Regions from separate parts of the Mus musculus genome. Here all the other regions are linked to region 3. A link is a contact called in public ChIA-PET and Hi-C data. All regions are on one chromosome and are shown on one strand. Each heading gives the region's core, a stretch centred on a gene start, on an enhancer-like site or on the middle of the called end of the contact. The rest is flanking DNA. Distances are from core to core; before and after follow the strand shown. Region 1 overlaps Calcrl (calcitonin receptor-like). Region 2 overlaps Calcrl (calcitonin receptor-like). Region 3 has its middle 79 kb from the start of Zswim2.

What was found. A called contact is a pair of places that touch in the nucleus more often than the background predicts. ChIA-PET counts read pairs in DNA pulled down with a chosen protein or histone mark.
Region 1: a Hi-C map of the HPC-7 cell line shows a contact between it and region 3, with 1.8 times the contacts expected there. The contact joins two enhancer-like sites. A contact is called at or near these places in 4 of 484 Hi-C or Micro-C datasets (the HPC-7 cell line, myeloid progenitors, myocytes and 1 more).
Region 2: a contact with region 3 is called in an RNA polymerase II ChIA-PET map of memory CD8 T cells, with 8 times the contacts expected there. The contact joins two enhancer-like sites. A contact is called at or near these places in 1 of 484 Hi-C or Micro-C datasets (bone marrow-derived macrophages) and 2 of 115 datasets of contacts at active chromatin or transcription factors (memory CD8 T cells and neural progenitor cells).

What each region holds. Positions count from the first base shown.
Region 1 is chr2:84,340,427-84,344,938 of GRCm38.p6, reverse strand. All of the region lies in intron 13 of Calcrl (calcitonin receptor-like), which reads left to right. Among named protein-coding and RNA genes, the nearest start is that of Calcrl, 83 kb to the left of the region's middle. Within about 2 kb of position 3,003, at least 5 of the 459 cell types and tissues checked have an H3K27ac peak or open chromatin away from gene starts, as enhancers often do. A contact at or near this core is called in the HPC-7 cell line, where this site is marked.
Region 2 is chr2:84,380,616-84,385,646 of GRCm38.p6, reverse strand. All of the region lies in intron 2 of Calcrl (calcitonin receptor-like), which reads left to right. Among named protein-coding and RNA genes, the nearest start is that of Calcrl, 42 kb to the left of the region's middle. Within about 2 kb of position 1,641, at least 25 of the 459 cell types and tissues checked have an H3K27ac peak or open chromatin away from gene starts, as enhancers often do. A contact at or near this core is called in memory CD8 T cells, where this site is marked.
Region 3 is chr2:84,018,073-84,022,482 of GRCm38.p6, reverse strand. No RefSeq gene overlaps it. Among named protein-coding and RNA genes, the nearest start is that of Zswim2, 79 kb to the right of the region's middle. Within about 2 kb of position 2,467, at least 61 of the 459 cell types and tissues checked have an H3K27ac peak or open chromatin away from gene starts, as enhancers often do. A contact at or near this core is called in the HPC-7 cell line and memory CD8 T cells, where this site is marked.

The DNA.
Region 1 (4,512 bases), core at 1,754-4,253, 320 kb before region 3:
CTGCTTAATTGAATAAAGTTCAGCGAAGGTGTTATATTTGCACAGAAAAGGAGAATTGCCAATTTGTAAAGCATCAGGGACCATGGGTGGGAAGCTGCTTTTGCAGCTGAACATGAAGTGAGGTCAAAGTGGTTCTAACAGAATTAGACAAATGCTAAGACTAATGCAGCAAGTCCTCTGGCTTTGGCAAATGGAAAACAGTTGGTGCTCAAACCACAGCCAGGCAGGGAAGAAGAAGAAGCATAAACGAATACTCAGACTTTTCTCTCTTCCTGTCTCTGATTTCTTAGTTCTGCTTGCTAGCCAAATACAGTAAATGTCAGAGTGTCAGAGTCTGAGTCGTGACACCATGGGTGCTCCCTTCTCCAGGAGGAGCAGAACACAGGATTGTTCTATTAAGAAACTACAACACACCTATGCAAGAGTAACAGGCCAATGAAGAGACAACTTTGCTTTGAAAAAGTAACGCTCATGTATTATGTAATTACAACAGGCCATTTAATATGAGTATATTCAACTGTCTTTGAATGTGGTTGTGTTATCAGAAAATCTGTAATTCCTCTTTGGGTTCTTAGTCTCCTAACTCAAAATTAGGAGAAGACACTAAAACAAAAAACCAAAAACAAAATCAAGGACAATGTTATTACAGTGTAAGAGAAAAACAGTAGGGCAGACAAGCTGTAAATCTTCCCAGCTGGAGGACAGAGAGGAGGCTGAAGGAAGGACCGGCCATGACATTGGTAAGCAGCCACAGAGCAGAAGAAGGGTGGGAGCTTCAGAGGAATCAGGAGAAAACCTAGGGCATCACGAAAAGCATGCTGTTTTGGGAAAAGAAATAGAAAGCACAAATAGGAAAATGTACACTCCTCTGAGTAACTCAGAAAAGCAGGCATTCTCTTCATCTTACACATGCAAGCTCTGCAAGCATCTACACGAGGGGAGGGGTCTGGAAAGAGTAAGTAGATTATCTTATTCACAGGATAATTATTCCTTCCACTTCCTTAGTGTGGGTTAAGATGAATTAGTTTTCTCAAGGGGTGGTGTGTGCCCAGGTGACTGACAGATTCAGATAGACTAGCTCTTATGTCATGTCTCTATGCAGAGAGAGGGTGACAGAGAGAGACAAAGAGAGAGAGACAGGCAGAGACACACACAGAGACAGAGAGATTGAGAGAGACAGAGAGACAAAGAGATAGACACAGAGAGGGAGACAGAGAGAGAGACAGAGACAGAGAGACATGCAGAGAGACAGAGAGAGACAGAGAGATAGATGCAGAGAGGGAGACAGAGAGACAGAGACAGAGATACAGATAGAGACAGAGAGACACAGAGAGACAGAGAGACACAGAGAGAGACAGAGAGACAAAGAGATAGACACAGAGAGGGATACAGAGAGAGACAGAGACAGAGAGAAACAGAGAGACAGAGACAGAAAGGGATAGAGAGATAGAGACAGAGAGAGACACACACATAGAGAGAGAGATCTCCTGTCTTGGAGGAAATAGCTCTCCTTAATAAGTCTTGAGAGAGCCCTAGTCCCCAGCCTCAGTGGCCTCCAAAACTACAATATTCCTAAACTAAGAGTCCCTAAAAGCATTTACGAAATAGGCTGAAATTGAGGAGTAAATACAACCCATTTTCACAATGAAAATCTAGACATGCAGTTCTGTTCATCAGAAGTAATTAGTGTCTGGACTGGACTTAGGGTCACAGGATGATGTATAGTCTGGAGTCAGGGATGGTCTTTTAGGAAGAATTCAGTAACTAGAGCTCCTTCCTGGATTCCTAACCAGGAATCTAAGAACGCTCCCTGATTCTGGCCAAGGATAAGTCTGGAATTGTGCGTATTGAGGGTCCTTGCCCTTGGCGACAAAAGTCATATTTAGTGCTTTCATTATGTTATTTCAATGAACAATAAATTAATACAAATTAGCATGTTTTCCATAGAGCATGAGAGATTCTAAGGCAATTACACTTTCTAAGAGTGGTATTTTGCAGCTGGCAAAATCCATTCTTTCCCACTTCCTCCTTCACATCCCACCCTCCTAGTAGGCACTGGTGCAAATACAGCACATTTAGATGCTGCTGAGAGAAGATGCCTTTAATTTGAGAGCTAGGAGAGTTTAGGTCACTTGAGGGCTTAGGTAAGGAATTACTGGCCATTCTTGTGTGAAAGTCTTCCAATAGTGTTCCTGTAGCATTTGTACTGGCTCGTTCTGCTTCCTTCTATCTATGACCCTGGGCACTATGGTGATATGAATATATCTTGTGATATCTACCAGCTATTGAACATCATGGCTATCATAGTAAAAAGATGTTTCTCAGCAGGCATTAATTATATGTAACTCTTCATCTTTCCCAGGCATGAACATCAACCATTATTGGCTAACCAAGTACTCAGCCCCATACACAGACACACACACACACAGACACACACACACAGACACACACACACACACACACAGACACACACACACACACACAGACATACACACACACACACACAGACACACACACACACACAGACACACACACACACACACACACACACACACACACACACACACACACACACACACACAGGCAACACTAAACGGACTAAGCTGGCACATTTAGATATTTATATGTGTGCCTAAATATATGCATACATATAACAGCAATAATTAAATAAAAATAGGCCATGAATTTGGGGGGGTGTGGGGATGGGTGTTTACCTGAGAGAAGTTACAGTGGGGAAGGGGAGAGTCAGGGAATGATGTGAATGAGTAGTCATGTCACAAAATTGCCAAACACATAAGTTAAAAAAAAACAATCAGGAATCTGTTAATCAGGTCTGTTTTAAGTCAGAGGAAATTCAAATGGGATTCATCTGAAATGTAAAGTTCTTCTACTTATTGCTTAAAATAATATTGATGTGGGAAATTGCATAGAGCATGGATTCCAGTTCACCCTGCCCCAGCTATATATAGAGAGAAGCTTACATAAACATTAGCTTCCTCTTCAGTTATAGCTTCACGTTTTAAGCCACAATGACAGCTTTAATGACAGGCTTTGTATTTAACTGTTCTTCCATGGAAGATAGATCTAAACTGCCACATTTCTACCATTTATTAATTAGTGATATTTTGTATATTTGGATGTTTAAATACTTTGTAATACAATTTATATCTATAACTTATAAATGGATAAAAGATCATTCATAAGTGGACAATAAGTTATCATCCAACTTGCCCAGGAAGTGGTAGTAATTTTTATTTTTTTAAAAAAGCTCCTTCTATATGTTAGAGGGAACTCTCTTTAGAGGGTCAGAAATAGAACTGGCATGCTGACTTGTGTCACTGTTCATGTCCCACCTGTCAAATGGCTTTCTCTATGTCTGTCTGCATGGCATTCCAATGTCTGTCAATGTGTTCTTCTCACGAATGTGTTCTCATCAGGAGTCTGGTTAGCTATATGAGTTTAAAGCTTGTGTTACATTGAATTCTCTTAGCAGTGGAATAATTTTATGCTTACTTGTTTTCATAACACATGTTAAGAAAAAAATATATGTGATTTATTCATTTTTTGCCTTGATGAGAGATGAACTTTCATTATTTGAGTTTATTAAAGTATATAGAGTTTTGTTGTATGAAATTTCATGATTAGGTTATTCAACAAAGAACAGATATTACAGAAGTCAAAGGTCACAGAAAAAGGAAAGAAATCAACAGTTAGCCCAATATGACATTTCTGGACGAAATGAAGAATTATCCATAGGAAATGGGCAAAATTTAGTTTGCCTTTAGGTCAAGATAGTGGTCAGTGTTAGGTGTCATCTTGCCAGGATCTAGAATCATCTAAAAGGTATGCTGGTAGGTGATTTTTCTTAATTACCTTAATCAATGTGGGAAGACACACTTTCATCACAGACAAGACCATTTCATAGCCAGGTTGTCCTGGACAGTCTAAAATGGAGCGAGTAAGCTGAGCACTAGCATACATTCCATGCTGTTGAGTCCCGACTGAATATAGAATGAGGCCAACTGCTTTAGATTCCTGCTACCTTGATGCCTTCTTTGTACAGACTATCCCTTGAGCTATGTGCTAAAATAAACTCTTACATTACTTTGTCAGAGTATATTATCACAGGAACAGGGAAAAAAATCTTAAAGTAGTCAATATAAAAGGAGAGGAAATAGAGTTTGAAGAAAGAGAAAGTGGATGAAAGGGACGGTAGGGTGTAGACGAATTGAAATTAATGCATTCATAAGGCACATTCTTAATTGCTGAGTCAAATTCCATTTTCAGAGTTCTGTGAATCCCTTCAAAGACAATGTTATCTCTTGGGGAAAGTTGCTATGACACAACAAATAAATAGTAAATTGTAATTACAGAGAGTTATTTATAGAAGTTGTTGTGGGAAGCTAAAGACTATTTCTCTAGTATAGTTTAGTTTGAGTATCAGCTGGCTCAGTTGCATTTGCTTTATCCAAAAGCATAAAGAGAAATTACAGTAGTATTTCAGGTACCTGC
Region 2 (5,031 bases), core at 392-2,891, 360 kb before region 3:
AAAATAACAAAACTTAAAATTCAGTTTTGTATTCATATTGATGAGGAATATTAGAACTGTAACTGACATTAAATGTGCCAGATTCAAGGGTTCTGATAATGTCATAGACTTCTCTGCAGTGCGTAGTGCTTATCTGACTGTCCCTCCTCTGCTCTGAACTTTACGTGCGGTAAAGGAGTACGTCAGAATGTTCTGAAACCATGCCCTGCTTGTTGTGTAGCTCCAGTTGGAAGATGTGCTATTCTGAGAATCACTAGAAGGAAGAATTCTGACTGTGTAACTCTGACTATATAACTATGCCTCACACAGCCTAAATCAGAGGTTTTGCTTGCCTGACCTGAGTTCAGTCACATCTTACTTCAATTAATTCTTTCCTCATCAGATGTGGAGAGCTTTCCATCAAGCACAAAGCTACATTTTTTTTTTAAGCTCCCTCCCACCTTTTACTAATCTGGCTGATATTGGCCACTTGCCTCTTCAAATAAAAAGAGTGTGGCTAAAATGACCGGAAAATGGCTAATTATGCCCACAATGGAAAGATTATTCCCATGAGTAAATACTCCAGAGTGTAAAATGAAATCCCAAACCCAATCACAAATGAATCTCTCTAACAGCTATTCAGCTGTTCTGCCTGGAATGCTCATTAGATAAGCAAGTCAGCCACTGGGGTTCTTTGCCTTGTGTTCGAACTCAATGTCATTCAAGGCTATCCCAGCATGCCTTAGAGTTAAATTAGGAGGCTCCATAGCCACCTTGTTTTTAAAGTCATATATATACAGCATTCTAACTTCAGTAGAATCACACATATATATTATACTATATATATTACTATAGTAATATATTGTATAAAGTTAATATATATTATACTCTCTCTCTCTCTCTCTCTCTCTCTCTCTCTCTCTATATATATATATATATATATATATATATATATATATATATATATATGATACTATTTCCATAAACTGTATACAAAAAAAAAGATTGCTAGAACTTCAGTTTATGTAGGCTTACTCTTATATAGCCCAATGTTCCATTTTAATTGTCAGATTCAAACTTAAGAGTCTTGAACTATTAGCAATTGGAGACCCAAGGAGAATATTTCTAAGACATTAAGAACAAACAGACAAAATCAGTGTCAGGAGATTTGTTTTAAGATTTTAGGGATATACATCATTTTAAAATGATTTGTTTAACTTTGTCTGTCTGTCTTCTGTGTGAGTTTATGATTCTCACATGCATACAGGTACCCAAGGAGGCTAGAGGGATTTAGATATCCTGAAACTGGAGTAACAGGTATTTGTGAGCTGCCTGATATGGGTGAAGAAAGCAAGCCTAGGAGCTCTGAAAGAACAGCAAGTGTTCCTTTTGAAAATAGTATTATGAATTATTTGATCAATACAGTACATTTGGATCACATTCAGCATTCCTCTTCAATCTCCTTTCAGACCCACCCCATCCCCTTGCCCATTCAATTTCTTTCTCCCTGTTTCTCTCCGTCTCTGTAACCTCTCCCCTTCCTTCCTCTTTCTCTCCCACCTTCTCTGTCTCCCTATTGACCCACTTGGTGTTTCTCAAACACTCTTGAGTATGGGGCCAACCCTCAGAGTGAGGTCAACCACACAGGGTCACACCTATAAAGACATCCTTTTTTTTCTGCCAGATGCTATCAGTTGCCAAGAGCTACTGAGACAGTGGTGAAACTTCTTGGCCAACTCCCTCCATTCCGTTCTGGGATTCTGTTAGCTTGAGCAGGTGCAGGTCTTCTCCATGCTGTCACAATCAGTTCATATGGCGATCTGTCTTGTTTGCTGATCGTCATTCACCTTTTCTGGCTCTTACAGTTTTCCTGCCTGCTATTTCTTGCAAACCCCTCTTAATGGTAGGGTTGAGATATAAATACTCCATTCAAGGTTGAGTTTCCCAGTCTCTCATTCTCTGCTTGTTGACTAATAGTGAGTCTGTATAATAATAGTCATTAATTGCAAAGCGAGTTCTCCTGCTGAGGACTGAGAGATACACTACTATATGGTTATAAAGATAAGAACTTGGGAGGGGGTTACAGTTTATTACTGTGTCCATTTAGCCTAATAATCATATTATTTTCTAGATAGTCATGACATTTTGACTTAGTTTGGTACCAGGCAGGAGTTTGCCACTACTGTACCAGTGGGCATGCTTTGCCAGGACAATCATTCTTGTAGCTCACAGGTTTCACAGCTGGTAAGGTTGATAATTTCCTTTCTCTTATGCTGCTGTGATTCCCAGAGCTAAGAAAGCTAGACAGTTGGCATGAAGTCAGCATCAGTTTGGTTTCTCTGTGTTCTGTCACTCAGGCACGTGTGATCTTCATCAGCAGGGTTTTACCATCATATCTGGAGGGTAATCAAGAGCAATGACAATGGGCTGTTAAAGTCTTTGGTACAATCCTTTGAGATCCCACTAACTTTTCTACTGGATTTGTCTTAACACAGCGTAGGCTATCTTGGGCCAGGTTCAGCTGTACCATTAAAACCTTAGACTATCACATCTCTATCAATGACTATATTGTATGTGAAGCAAATTGGTAAATTGTAATAATAATTTTACTGTAAAGATTTAAGTTTTGTCAAAAAAGTAATGATGATAAAAGAAAAAACATCATGTTTTGAGACATTTACATTAACATTTCCCCTCTATAATAGATTTTTTTTAAGACTGTGAAAAAGGAATTCTAACCTGTGAAGGATGAGGATAATGTTTATCTTTTGTGTTGACAGAGTAGAAATGGCTTGTCTGATGTACTACAAGAAGGGAATGCATGTGCTAGTTAAGGCATAACTGATCTTTGCAAAGCTTCAGTTTAGGATATTAAAGCATCAAGATATGTGTGGGAAAAGGAGCTTCTGTTGGCAGCTCTGTAGTGACTGGGTAAATAAACAAAGAAAAAGAATATGGCTTTGTGCCTAAAATAACTCAGGATATTTAAGAAGCAGAGGAATAGAAGTTGGAGGCTATTTTTTTCCCTTAGAGTGAACATACTCTTTCAATATTAGGATTAGGCAACTCAACTAAGAATTAACTTATAACAAAAAACAAATGTAAAGTGTATATATACATATATATGTATGTATATATACACACACACATATGTGAATAAGAATAAGCAGTATATGTGAAAAAATAAGCAAGCTTTCAGGTAGCACGCAAACATTTGCATTTTAGTGTTCTGACAAATTATACTGATTAACATATATACATATGCATATATGTATCTATATGGGCAGCTAAGGGCGGGGTCTTTTTCAAAATTCACGAACTTTATAAAGACGGAAAAGGTTATTTCAGAAGCAAACACATGGCTGGTTTGAAAATTAAAATCAGAAGGGTACATTATATAATGTAGTGACTGGCTAGCCAGCTGTGTTTTAAGTAACTTCTGCTTTTATTTATTTTTTTTTATTTAGCACTGAGAGTCAAATCTGTGTCTTGCACAAGCTTGTCTTGCAAGCTCTCTATTACTTACCTAATCTCTTCAACCCTAGACATCCGGGTTTTAAAACATATCTGCATTTGAGGACGCTTTTTGTTTCTCAAAGTTCTTTCTGGGATGAAATAAATTGAAAATTTGATGGTTGCTGAGGCAAGTGAGGAGAGTATTTAGAAACAGGATTGTATTGTTCTACTTGTACTTAAGGAAGACTGCTTTGAAAGAACCAAATTTTCCAGCCCTTTTAACTTTGAGAAGGGAAAAGGAATCATTCATAAACAATCCTTGAGACTGTAAGCCAAAAGGGGAAAATGTGCAGGAGTCTTCCCAGTGCCGTTGTGATTACAGACTCCGTTGAGAGTAAATGGTAGCTTCTTCAAACCTGATGAGTGTCTTTCAAACAAGCCACAGGACACGTGGGGATTGTACTCAGGAAGAGCCTTCACTGCTTCGCTGAACCCCCTTCACTGACTTGCTCTATCCCCAAATTTGAAAGAAAACTACTTACTGTGTTTCATAGTGGCTCATTCAGTTGCCAGTAAGTTAAGATCAGAAAGATCACTTGCTTAAGAGTACTAGTTGATTAATATGGAATGCATTTTAATAAAAACATGCATTTAAATGGGTTAGATGTAAACAAACACTTGCAGGATAATCAGTCAGAAGAAGTGTGAGAAGAATCAATGTCATAAAAAGGGATACAAGTCAGTGTACTTCCCCTGGAATCATCTTAACAACTGCATCTACCAATATGAGACACAATCTAGGTTGACTTTCAGTTATGTTGCCATGGTGCTATCTAGTTACCCACCCATGGTCCATCTATGACTAACCTAAAAGATCCAGGGCAAAAGGAGCGATTGCTCCATTGCCCCAGTCCATTGCTTGTGACCATTGTCAGGGACACTCAGAGAAGTGCTTGTAAGAGCAGGTGACAGCCATGAGTTAAATGACCCCATAGACTGGATACGGTTGAGTCTTGTGGAGAGAACAAGTGTCCACTAAGAGATGGATGATTATCACACAAACTTGCTTCTGTAATCTGGACAGAGACAGGGGTTGATCTGCCTGCTCCACTGAATGAGGCACTCAAGTGGAAAGCGCAGCCTTTTCCCTCGGAGCATGTTTTCCAGATCACTAAGGACGGCGCGATGACGGAAAGCTAGAAAGTGGAGCTATTCGCAGACTAATTCTTTGGTTATTGCCGCCAAGATGACTTGGCAACTGCTCAGATAACTCTCACTAAGATGCCTTTTTAGAGCTCCGAGGCTGAAATCTAGTAGATAACAACAAAAATAAGAGCAGTGTCGGGTAGAATGTTGTGTTTGGGGAATCTCCAAACATGATTTTGAAGCACTTTGCCTTGAAGGGTTTAGACCCAGGACATAATGAAGGAAATTTAATCTCACCGTGTGTGGAAATCATCAAAGCACTGTTTTGTTAAACCAGTCTGCTTCCCAAACAGAATAATGTTTATTTATATTCCGATTCATATATATTTTTACATACAGGCAGAGGACTATGTTTTAAACATAGCTCCCAGTGTTTTATTATTATTATTT
Region 3 (4,410 bases), core at 1,218-3,717:
GTGTGTATATATATACACACATATATATATACATATGAATAGCTTCAAATATTTAGTATTTTTCTAAAGCTGGTTTTGAAGTTGTCACCTTTAAACAAATAAAGATATGGGAGTAGATGGTAAAAAACAACAGGAAGAGCGAGGCCCAGGGTGCAGCTCAGGGGTGGAACACTTGATTAGCATGAACAAGACTGTACCCAAGACCACAACCCGGACTGAAGGTTGAAATGGAAAGAGGAGAAAGAAGAAAGTAATGAGCACACTTCCTTTCTTGGTATCCAAGAGCCCATAGTAATGCTCCTGAAAGGAGGCCAACCTCCCACTGATGAAGATAAAATGAGCACTCGGGTATTTGGTGTATGGCTCATGAGTACATAATCAGTGTGTGACTATGACAGCTCTATTTGGTCCCTAGAGAGATACTGAAGGGACTCTGGCCAGCTCTAGTGTGGTGAGTGTGGCTATGGCAGGCCTTACCCTTCTCTATCATTCCTTCTGCCTTCTTAAAAACCATTAGATTACATTCATTAAGCTAGCCACCAAGACCTATTTACTCCCTTCTTTAGCTACTTCCTCTTCCTGACGCTGACTACTAAGGTTGAGTTCTCAAAGTATTAAAGTTCAGCAATCAAAAGCCCCCTTTGGCTCACCTAAGTAACATTCCAAATTAAAATTAAACACCTCATCCTCACATGGTGTTTCCCCTTGTACCTTTATAAACCTCCATTTTCTAATGTGCCACACCCATCTCCTCTCTATCCAGAAGAAGCCCTTTGTCCTTTGGAACAAATATCCCTTCCCTCATTCCCTTGTTCCTTCCTCTTCTCCCTTGACCTCTATCTCCTGACTTTGTCTCTTATTCCCTACCCTCTGTCCTTCTGGGGTAAATAAATCTCCTTTGTGCTTGGTCTTAGGACTCATGAGCTGATACTTTTCTTTAGAGAAACTACACATCTTGGGTTTCTACTGCTATAATAAACCAAGAAACAAAATCAACTTAGTGGGGTAAAAGGTTTCTTTCCTCCGCCTTCAACTTATAGTCATCAAAGGAAGTCAGGGGAAGAACTCAAGGCAGGAAACTGAAGGCAGGGACCGAAGCAGAAGCCATGGAGAAATGATGCTAATTGGTTTGCTTGCATGGATTGCTCAGCCATTCTTTCTATACAAACAAGGATTACATGCCTAGAGTGGCTCCACCCACAATGACCTGGACTCTCCATATCAATCATTAATCAAAAAAAAAAAAATGCCCCATAGACTTCTGGTTGGTACAGATCAATCAGATGGAGGTATTTTCTCAATTGACGTTCTCTCTTTCCAGATGTCTTTGACTTATGTCAAGTTGACAAAACAACACATGCACACATACACACACACACAATTAGACATGTGGAGATTATATTTTGCCCAGGTAAGGATGTAACATACCCCAAAGGAAGGTGGTCTTTAAGGACTAAGGAGATTAGTGCCTTTGGTAAAGTGCTTGACTTGCAAGTATGAGGACCCAAGTTCAAGTCCTGGAACTCACATACAAATGCAGAGCATAGTAGTATTTATTTATAAGCTCAGCTCTGGGGACACAGCAACTGGAGGATCCCTAGGACTTCCAGTCAGCCAGGCTAACACCATTGGTGAGCTCCGGTTAAAACTCCATAAGGGAGGTGAGCATCAATTTTGAAAACGACAGCCAAGTCATTTTTAATCTTTCCAATAGAAAGGATTAGAAAAGCATCATTCATACTTCAGCAAATCATAAAACTATATTGACAGGTAACTCTGGAATATACCTACTATGACTCAAATAACAAAGTTGAACAAGATGAATATCCTTAAGGCAGCACGAACTACTCTGAGGAAAGCAAGCACCATTTTTTAATTCATTACACAAGCATAACCACAACATGGAAATCCCCTTTCTATTATTGAAATATCTGTTCTTTATTATATAAAACATAAGGGAGCAATTTTAATTATTAAGAACATTTTTACTGTATTTTTGGAGGAACCTTAGCACGTCCTATTGTTGCTGTTTTTAATTTCCCTATTATTTGTTCTTTATTGTCTCAGAACATCATTATAGAGAATTCATACATTACCTCACTATGAACTTCTAGGTACTTGATGCTAAACTCTGATTGCCTATCTTCAATTCCATGGGCAATATTATTAGCAGAATATTCTCCTAGCACAGCTCTGCCAGCCCTTAACCTGTGGACACTTTTCCTGTATTTGTGCTCAGCTGAACACAGTCAGCCACAGCTTCCTGTGTGGTGGTGATAACACATGCCAGGTTTTGTTGCTGGCTGCTAGAGTGAAGGGGAAGACAGTGCCCTTTGACCTGAGAGAAGTACAATAAAGCTTATCAGATCCTCGCCAGACATCATTAAAGGAAGTGAGTTGAGGAGGCCACCTCGGTAGGAAGCATATATTTTAGAAAGCTGTCACTGCTAATCTTCTGTGTTGTGGCATGAGACAATTGTTTCTGCAAATATCAGTCCTTCCAGACAATGACACTCTTCTAAAGGTACAGTGCAGTAGGCAGTAAGAAAAGCATACCAGGCCGTAAATTACTCTCACCAGAACAATATTCTCATGATAATTATTGGAAAACTAAGTCTGAACTCCATTAAGTAAAAAGAACAGTGACTAATGCAAAATTTTATAAACTTTAAAACAGTAGGGTCCAGTGTGCGTATGCGTGTGCGTGTAAGGGTATTTTTCCTGTATGCATGTCTGTATACCACATGTGTGCCTGGTGCCACTGGAGGTCAGAAGAGGGGACTGGCTCCCCTGGAGGAATAGATAATTTTGAGCAGCTTTATTGGTGCTGGGACTCTTCCTCTGAAAGAGCAAGAAGCTCTCTTAACTGCTGAACCATCTCTCCAGCCTTCTACTTAATTTCTAACCGCCGTTACCTTAGACAGTTTCAATCTAGTCCTACAGACTTTCAGCTTATTAAGAGAACTCCAGAATGTTTGTCTCTGTATAAAACAACTCAATCTTTGAAATGTTGACAATAAGTTCAAAATTTGTTATTTACAAACATTGAACTAGACATACAAAACAAGACTGCTGATTTTCGTTCTAGGAGCACTGTTATGCACCAGCCAGGCTAGGACAATTCCAGCAGCAATATACAACTCTCCAGTATCACATGGAGTTTGTGTTGGGAGGTAAGTTGTGTCTTCCTTTTTAAGAAGTTTTTTTATTTTCTAATATTATAGGAAAAAAATAGGATAAATAATTCCCGAAGTTCCTTGTACCCGAACTGATTCCAAGTGACATACAGAGCTCTGGACACAGGTCTGCACCTTAGGAAATAACTAAGTGCTTCTGAGGCTTGCTGACTTCTAATTGTACTCATTAAATGAGTCAAAAATATAAGAATTTGGATAGAAAATCATAACCATAAAGGGATTAATATTTGTTAAATGTATATAGAATCATGTGTCTTTCAATTCCAAAGTATAGTAGAGTATATAAGATTTCCATTAAAAAAATAAGCATTAGGATGACATCAGCAAGATAAGAATAGTAAGAATTTCTCATACCTGCTCTTTTATAGTAACGTCAAATCTCCAGTTGCATAAATGGGAAATCTGGAAACCAGTTAAGAGATTCCTATATTCCAAGCAAGTATGAGCTGGCTGCATCAAAGACAGCAAGGCACTCTGGACCCTCATCACAGTCCTTTCTGACTGACCTACATGACCAGGAGGGAGCTCTCAGCTTCTCACTTCTCTCTAGAGAGTTGGGGGAAGAGGGTGAGACTAGATTTCACATTGTGACTTCCTGAGAGGCCCTCTGAGGTTCTAGTTTATACCACTGCCTCAGGAACCAGAGTTGGCAATAGGACCCAACATATTTGAGATGCACGGAGAGAGCTGGGCAGCATGCTGCTGCCTCCAAGGAACCCACAGAAGGGCAGACAAGGTCTGTGTGATTAGGTAGCCACTCCCCCAGCAGCTAAGACAAGAGTAAAGCATGTGTCATGTTGCTTTTTCTGGACAGCATCCAAATGACTGATTCCTGTCTTAGCTACATAAGAACATGGTTGAAACGGAACAGATTCCAATGAGACATGCTGCAACTTCAGAGGATCCAGCAAATAGAGACCAAATTAACTCAAAGCCATTCCCTCGTGAGGGCAAGAAAAGAGTGGGAAATCTGTTCCAAATTTATGGTAGACTCGCAGAGGAGCTGGTCTGTCTCTCCACCTGGGCAAATAGGCAGGTCCTTGAATGACCAGGATGCTTAGAGCTCACAGAACTCAAAGGACAGGAGTTGATATACAACTGTCCTCAAAGATCCAGACAGACAGTGGCCTACAGACTTTGGTGGCAGAGGAAATGTGTTCTAGCTTTGGGACAATATCCATGAAAGACTGATTCCTATCAGGCTCTACTAGCT